Regions from separate parts of the Rattus norvegicus genome. Here region 2 is linked to region 1. The links are chromatin contacts, called in public Hi-C maps. All regions are on one chromosome and are shown on one strand. Each heading gives the region's core, a stretch centred on a gene start, on an enhancer-like site or on the middle of the called end of the contact. The rest is flanking DNA. Distances are from core to core; before and after follow the strand shown. Region 1 overlaps LOC134481142 (a long non-coding RNA gene). Region 2 has its middle 15 kb from the start of Rfc3.

Region 1 (4,353 bases), core at 1,371-3,870:
CCCTGGCTATCAAGGTCATCAGGACCAGTTGTGAGTTTAAGCAAGAGAATCTGTGTCAACATACAATGTAAAGAATGCTGGTGGAAGACATCAGATATTAATTTATGGCCTCTACATGCACACACACACACATACACACACACAAACACACACACGAATACACATATGTATAGCACACACATACACCATATACATCTATGCAAGCATTAGAAAGATGAAAATAAATTGGCAGATTAACCAACTCAGAGCTGAAAAGAGAAGTCATGAACGGAAGAGTGCGCCACTGTGCCTGGCTCTTTATGTGAACTCCGAGGACCAAATTCGGATGCTCATGTCGAACAGCAAACATGTTATCTACAAAGATAACTAACTCTCTAGGCTCCTAAATTCTCAAATTTACATATGTGTGCACACATGTACATATGCACATATACACATGTGCATAATAATACAGTGCATGTCGGCTTTGAGGAAAAGATACAGAGATGCGTGATGATGAAATAAAAGAACATTAAAGTCATGGGGTTGGGGATTTGGCTCAGTGGTAGAGCGCTTGCCTAGCAAGCGCAAGGCCCTGGGTTCCATCCCCAGCTCCAGGGAAAAAAAAAACAAAAAAAAAACATCAAAGTCAAGAACATTTATGCAAACCCAGAAAAAAGTCGACTGTAAACATTCAACAACAGAGCTCTCCCGAGCCATAGCAGAGGCCAGGAAAGAGCATAACAGCTCGGGAACGCTAAAAATTATCTATGCAAAAACCTCAAATTCTGCTTTGAACTAAAGAGTAATATACAAACAGAGGCAAAACATAGATGCATTCAGACAAAAACACGGCGAGTTCAACTTATAATCCTGCTCCAATAAATACCATTCCAGGAATTTACAGAGAACAAAAGAAAAAAAAACCAAAAAAACAAAAAAAAATAAACAAAACAAAACAAAAAAAAACCCAAACAAACAAAAAAAATGAACCCAAAATATAGAAAACTTGAAAACAGCAAAATGTTAGGAGAAGCCTTGGGTGAATTGATCTGAAGACCAGCAGAAGCAGATGGCAGCATTAATAATGGCCGTCCTGGGGGGAGGGGGGCTATAGAACTAAAGAGCCGCAGGTGAAAGGTCTCACTCAGGAGCACAGCAACACTGAGGATAAAGCACCCAGGCTCTTCCTGGGTGTCCTGGTACATGCATATAAGAAGCCCAGTTCCGGGAAGGCATAAACGGGGTGACTGAAAGTGGAGGGTCAGCCTAGGCTATCTCAGGAGCCTCCTCCTCAAACAACAAGACCAAAGCGACATAAAAATTCCATCAACCATAAGTTATTTTAAGTGAAAAGGATGTTATTAGAGTCAGTGAGAGAATGCAGTTGAAAGCAAATGATAATTTAAGAATTCTAAGTTCCTATATAAATCCTCCGAATAGGGAGAGCTGAAATGGACAGTTAGACAGAGGAACTGAAGGCACGCAATCATAATGAAATGTGCATAATTCACATGGATCAAGAAGACAAAAAGATTTATAAATGTGCATCCAGGTGATAACAAAGTGGGTCAATAAAGCAGTATGTTGAGCTCAGCCCTCAGAGGGTTTACACTGTACTCAAATATGAACAGTTCACTGCTAAAAGTAGTCCACACACTGAGTCATAACAAATCCAGTACATACAAAACATGGCAATATATTTTGACCTGTGTTAAAAATTAAAACCAAAATGTATCCCAAATTTCACAAATACTTGAAAATTTAAAAAGTTCATGGGACTGCTCTTCCAGAGGACCAGAGTTCAATGACCAGCACCCATACCATGGCTCACAACCACGTCTAACTCTAGTTCCAGGGATCCAACACCCCTAGAGGCCTCCTTGAGCGTTGTTCATACATAGTGCACATACACACATTTAGACAAAACAGCCATGCACAAGAAATAAAAACTAAAGGGTAAATGATTCAGTCACACCCAGTTCTCTGCTGCCCTTTTTGATTTCTCGGACCTGTTTGCCCACCCTGAACCTGTGCTGGGTACCCAACCAGGCTTCAAGGTGAATATCGCCGGGACCGGTGGCCTCAGGCAGAGCTACCAAGAGCCTACCCTATAGGGTAGTTCCGTGATAGTTTTGGTGGCTGCTAATAAAATCCAGCTGTTATTTTTTGCCGATTTACTTTTTATTCTGCATCTTACTTTTATACCCACTGCAGATCAAGACACAAGCAGGGTCAAAGGCAGTCGGTTTGTCTATCCTGGGCTGTTACGTAACAGCTCCAGCCAGTGGGACCCTTTATTGGCTCAGCAACCACGGAGGGGAGCCACTTAGGCTGCTGTCATTGAAAGTACACCATGGTATCAAATAAGACTTGTAGAGTCCGGGAGACAAGCAGGAGACTCTAAGAAAAGGCACACTGGCTTCTGCTCCACCCGCTGCCCTTTTGCGGGTGAGCTCTGGGTGAGTCCACAATGTCCCCCAGAGCTCTAGCGGGAGGGATGGCACTGTGAAGTGGGAGAGTCGCTGGTTCCCAGTGTAACTGATGTGGGTTTCCTGCTCTGTTCGTTCAGGGTATCCACTTTCCCTCACATAATCTGCCATTGTTCTCCCTGGTTCCTGTTTGATTTGGCAGGGCCAGCTGCTGGCTGTGCACTCGAGGCTCCTCATTCCGCTGTGCTAGACTCAGCTGAAACCCTTGCCTCCCCCCAACAGGAGCCAAATGCAGCATGAACGGTGACATTTCTGCTCACCAGGAAAACATAAAGAAATCCCAATGAAGCAAGAAGGTAGACAAAATCCTTTCCAGCAATTGAACAAAAAGGGTATTTTTGGTTTTTTTCTTTTTTTTTTTTTTGCATCTAAGTTTTATGGAAGTCAATTCTCCGACTCTCTGCTGGACTTTCAAACCTCCCTTTCTTTGTCCCACATAATTTAAACACACTTAGCTATTCTGAGGGCGGGCCCATATTTGCACGGCAACCATGGTTGGAGGATGTCGTTGAATTTGAAAGGCAGCACTTCCTCGTCGGGTACATAAATTCCAATGAAGGTTCCGAGGAGTGTGCCAGTGGCGGCCGTGTTTGACAGTCAGACAAGAAGGTCATTTATCCCAAAAGACTTTGAATCCATGCCCAGAGTCAAATGTAATCTTTTTATAAAACTCACGAGGCTTGGAATAAAAAGTTAACTGACTCAGCGCCCTGCTCGTTAGGGAGTAGGAAGGCTTCGGAGTGGAGAGAGAGCTAAAGAGCTTGAGCATGTCGGATGACTTCTTTATGGGGTCACCCATGATATTTTTTAATGAGTCTTGTGTAAAAGTTTATATTGCTTGTTGAGGGTTGAAAATACCATCTCTTTATGAAAATTCCCATTTCCTAGGAAGAAAATAGAGAAGGAAAAAAATAAAATGGGATATAGGAAGCCTGTGGGATAGGACTTTAAAGACCCAGTACATCATTGAATCAGTAAATGAACTAACGAGTGAGTTTAGTGCCAGCAAGAGACCCCTCCATAGTTTCATCCCCAGGTTCCTGCCTCCTTCGATGATACACTATCACCTGCAAGTCGAAGCAAAACCTTTCTTCCCAACTTGTTTCTGGTCGTGGTGTCTATCACAGGAACAGAAAGCAAACTGTAACATTGCTGGTGCCGGGGAGGTCACAGACCTCAGGAGCCATTCACTGTTGCTGTTTTGCCAAGTAGACGTGCTCCCATCGCCTCCTAAACACTCATGCTCATGTGCATAGATCAGTGACACTCTCACTGATGCTCAGGGTGGCTCATGGCCACAGGAGGGAGTGAACGCAGAGACTCACACCTGGTCAAAGTGTCCAGCCGGGGGAAGGGCGAAGTGCTTGCCCCTCTCTCAAGGTCCAGGGAGCATTATGGAAGAACAGGTCAGGGAGACCCTAAGAGCCAGAGGCTAGGGATGTCTGCCTTTAAAAAGATGTCTTCCGGACAAGACCTGGCTGCTGTAGTCATGAACTCACTATGAAAGATTGAGGAGTGCTCCTGAGAACCTACTGACAGTGAACCCCTCTCTGAGGGGCCACTGAAAGTTAATGGTTGCTGTGGGTAATGTTTCTGTGCTTAGGCTCCAGTAAATACCCTTCCAGCCTTGCTCATGTAAATTCAATGACTCACACACCAAAAAGAAGACATGAAATTGGAGGGTAGTTGCTGAGGAGTTCAGGCAGGAAGAGGAAAGGGGGTGTGAGGATAGCAGGGAGTGAAAAGACTAGAATTTATTATATATGTCTATGAAACTGTCCAAGAATAAAAAATAATTTTTTAAAAAATTCAACAGCAATCCCTTTGAGTGTTTTCTATCGCTCAACACTAAAGGTAGAAACAGATTTTGCTATCAGAAAAA
Region 2 (4,291 bases), core at 642-3,141, 72 kb after region 1:
AGTCAGTGGGCGAACGCCCTTATAGAATATCTAAACTCCGGAGTTCCTGGAACCCGTGAAGATGTTACATTACACAGCTGAAGGTTCTTCCCAGCATCAGTAAAGGAAAGGGATCTTGAAATGAGGAAACGATCCTGTGCCAAAATCCAGTGAGGTTGACTTTTGGAGCATAAGGAGGCTGCAGGCAGCCTTTGGATGCAAGGACGGGCTTCCTGGTGACCCCTGTCCCACCACCGAAAGGCTGACTTTGCCAAGGGCTCCAGTGAGCTTGGAAGCAGCTTCATCAGCAGAGCCCCGGGTTGGTTCAGGCCTTGCAAGAGGCTAAGCAGACAGCCCGGTCGAGCCACTGTGGGCCCAGGATAGCTCTCTTTATTTCATTTGGCAGGAAAATAACGCATGCAACGACTGGGATGGGTCCCAAGAGAAGTGTGCCGAGGAGGAAGAAAGAGTCCTCAAAGGTTATGTACTGAATGGTTCCATTTATATTATGATCTTATACGGACGGAACTCAGATTAATAGTTGCTGGAGGCTGAGGAGAGGGGGAGGGACAGTAGCATTTTGAAACCTCGGGTTGAGAGGATTATCCTTGTCACCTGACTGCAGCGGCGGTTAACTGAATTCACATCTTCGACAAAACTGCACACGGGCAAATATGCACACATACCGTTGTACACGCACGCACGCACGCGCATGCTCACAAATGACTGCAGGATTCCATTTCCCCCCAATAATTTCCCAATCTCAAGAGCTTTCATTGAATCACACCTGCACCATTTCTCTTGTCAGGAGAGGTAGCATGCGTATAGGTTTTTAAAGGTTGGCATGGGAAGTCTGGGTGGGCTATTATTCATGAATTGCTTTGGCCAACGCTTTATCACAACAACAGACTCCAAAGTAGGACACGTGCTTATACATAATTACATGAAAATTCTAATAGTCTTTTATTCAGGTTTTGATTGATTGCTTTCCCAACCCTTGAGGTGGGTCCCAGTTGGAAGACATTCTGTTAGACAACCAGCGTCTAATGGATGCCTTATTTCTAAGCAGAGTATGAAATTTCCAGATTGCTTTTGAGGGTGTCCACTTGGACTGCTACAGCAAAAGTGCCATGGGTTAAGTGACTTCCCACATAACTTTCATTTCTAACAGTTTTAAAACCTGGAAGTCCAAGGTCAAGATGCCAGTTGCTGGTTCAGGGATACCATCTTCTTGCTATAAATAGAAAATGGGCGAGAGAGTCCTCTGGGCTCCCTCCCATAACAGCACTAGTTGGGCACAGTGGGACATACCTTTATTCCTGGCACTCAGGAGGCAGAGGTAGATTTCTGTGAGTTCAAGGCCACTCTGGTCTACATAGCAAGTTCCGAACCAGGCTGGTTCAAAATACTAATTTCAGTCTGGTCACAGAGACAATAAGGATGCCGCCATACTGTAAGCTTATAAGATCAGGAGGAGCACAACGTCCAAAACTGTTGTAGCTAGAAGTTAAGATGTCCAATGAAGAACAGCTATATTAGAGGCTGGAGAGATAACTCAAGGGTTAAGAACACTAGCTGGTCTTGCCTGGATCAGTTTCCAGCACCCAAATGGAGGCTTACAACCACCCGTGACTTCAGTTTCAGGGGACCTGGTGTCCCTTCCGACATCCTCAGGCATGCAGATACAAGCAGGCAAAAACACTTGTACACGTAAAAATAAATCTAAAAAGAATTTTAACAGGAAAAGCTGTGTGCTTGTTCTGTGCACATTTTTAAGGTCTCAGATAGTTACAATGTTTCTGACTTTCCTTGGGAGAGAAAATTACAAAGGACAAAAGAATGTCTGTGATAGACATTCCTTCCCATTCTGCTCAGAGCTTCCAGAAGACATAGGGCAGTGTTACTCATCAAAACTTGAGAATAGCAAGCACTAGGAAAAGCCTCAGAATGGAGTCTCCAAAGGGAGAGGACAGACACATTCTTACACAATTATGAAATTCTTACACATGCCCACAAGGAACCAGGAAATGCAGATATAATTACACCAAAGAATGCAAAACAGCATCTTAGAGGTGATTTTGGACAGCATGTCTGGGTAGCAAAGAATATGGAAGTTTATAATTAATAAATATGTGTGACTGGGCCTAGTTTAGAGAGGTGGTTTGAAAGATGTAATGGAGAGATTTGGGGGTAGCAGCTAAGCTCAGACACTGGCTGTGGTGTTAATGTTGGCTGTGATGGCCCACCCGGGAAGAGAGAACCTCACCTGAGGAATTGCCTTCATCATATTGGTCTTCAGGCAGTCTGTGAGGCATTTTCTTGGTTGTTGATCGAGGTAGGAAGGCCCAGCCTCCTGAGCACTGCCACCCTAGGACATGTGGCCATGACATGAATGAGAGTCTCTTCCATGATGCATTTTCATATAAGGTGTTGTCTGAGTTACAAATCAAAATCTTGTTTAAACCTTGGTCAGTAATTCATAATCTGAATTATTATTGGACCAATCTGTGTTTTTCCTTCTTTCTGTCTGTTCTTTCTCTTCATTAAGCAAAAACAAGTTTTTCTTGTTCTGGTTCCTCTGGCATATTTAGTTGATGTCTTTTCAGGTTGAAACCTGAAGAAACAATGTAGTGTTTCATATATAATATTTTTTAAAAAACTTTAAAAAAGCAAAAAAAAAAAAAAATCACAGGCTGGGCAAGCCATGGGGACCAAATCAGTGAGCAATGTTCTCTGTTTCAATTCCTGCCTCCAGGTTCCTGTTTAAACTCCTGCCCTGGCTTCCCTGGGTGATGGACCCTAGGCCATAAGATGAAATAAACCTTTTCTTTCCCAAGTTGTGTTTGGTCAGTGTGGCTAATCACCTCAACGGAAAGCAAACTAAAACATGGACTTATTTGAATATTTAACTAAATACTAACTTTGGTGTGTGCCATCCATTAATTGGAAGCATTCATTTTTACTTTTCTGCAGAATGAATTAATTAGGTCTTCATCTAGTGATGGTGGTTGCAATGCATGTATATGTCTCAGATTGCATTTGCAAGAGCCACGTGTGTAAACCAAGTCTCCTAACCAATCTACTCAGAACGGAACATTGAGGTCACATTACATTAGCAAACGGAAATGGGAAGTAGAATTAATTAACCCGATAATATAAACTAGAGTAAACAAATGCCGCTTCAATTATCTGCTTCTCTGAGATGAGACTTTGGGGGCATGAATGATCAGAATTAAATTATTACATTATTACATCGTTACTGAATTCTCCACGGCTAACACAGACAAACTCTGATTTGGAAGTCAAATCACATTGCCACATAATGTAATTTCCTCTATCATCTGTCATGCTGTCTACCTATCTATCATCCATCAATCTATCTGTCTGATTGTCCATCTATCTTTATGTTTATTTGGGCCCAGTACTGCTGTGGAATCCACATGGGATTCGAGCAGGCTGAAGAGATTTTTACTGTTCTCAGAAAGGTTTTGTTGTTTGCAGCGGTGATGGCTCTAAACATCCCAATTCGGCGGTTTTTGAAAAATTTAGAAAGCGTTTGGCTGCAAATACACAGAACTGTTTGCTTAGAGGGTTGGGGATATGATCCTCCTTCTGCACCCCTGAATGATTGCCTCCACGCTCTTGCAGCTGTGAAATTGTTCAGACGTCCTAGGCCCTGTTTAAACTATGTTTGCAGAGATCGTACACACACACTGCTGAACACTTTGAATCCCCTCCGGATTGCTTACATGTGTGCGAGCAAGCACATGTGCACTGTATGCATGAGTAGGGGGTCTGTGTATGTATGTACAGGGTACACTCTGTGTGTAAGGCTATGTGTTGTATATGTGTAGGATTTGTGTATTTGTGAAGTGTTCACAAGTAAGTGTGTGTGTAGAGTATGAGTGTGTGTTCATGTGCAGATGTGTGTGTATGTGTGTATGTGTATGTGTGTGTGTGCAGGGGCATGTGTTTGTGTGGTATGCATGGGTAGGTGTGTGTAGAGTATGAGTGTGTATATGTGTGTGTTCATGTGCAGATGTGTGTGTGTGTGTGTGTGTAGGAGTGAGTGTGTTGTGTGCATGAGTAGGTGTATATGTAGAATATGAGTGTGTGTATGTGTGTTCATGTGCAGATGTGTGTGTGTGTGTGTGTGTGTGTGTGTGTGTGTGTGTAGGAGTGGGTGTGATTGCCCATGCATGTGCTTGTAGAAGTCAAAGGTCAACACTGGAGGTCTTCCTTTTGTCTTAAGACAGGGTCTCTCGGTGGATCTGGACTTTGCCATTACTATCCTAGTCTGTCAGCTAGTGAG

The links. Hi-C and Micro-C count contacts between places; a contact is called where the count stands out from the background.
Region 2: a Hi-C map of Schwann cells shows a contact between it and region 1, with 3 times the contacts expected there. The contact joins two enhancer-like sites. A contact is called at or near these places in 6 of 12 Hi-C or Micro-C datasets (the Rat2 cell line, Schwann cells, frontal cortex and 3 more) and 1 of 1 datasets of contacts at active chromatin or transcription factors (oligodendrocytes).

What each region holds. Positions count from the first base shown.
Region 1 is chr12:5,747,156-5,751,508 of GRCr8, forward strand. It overlaps LOC134481142 (a long non-coding RNA gene), which reads left to right. Exons shown (of 2, transcript XR_010056434.1): 2 at 1-4,279. It also overlaps a transcript of Stard13 not described here. Among named protein-coding and RNA genes, the nearest start is that of Rfc3, 87 kb to the right of the region's middle. Within about 2 kb of position 2,621, at least 40 of the 93 cell types and tissues checked have an H3K27ac peak or open chromatin away from gene starts, as enhancers often do. A contact at or near this core is called in Schwann cells, where this site is marked.
Region 2 is chr12:5,819,695-5,823,985 of GRCr8, forward strand. No RefSeq gene overlaps it. Among named protein-coding and RNA genes, the nearest start is that of Rfc3, 15 kb to the right of the region's middle. Within about 2 kb of position 1,892, at least 12 of the 93 cell types and tissues checked have an H3K27ac peak or open chromatin away from gene starts, as enhancers often do. A contact at or near this core is called in Schwann cells, where this site is marked.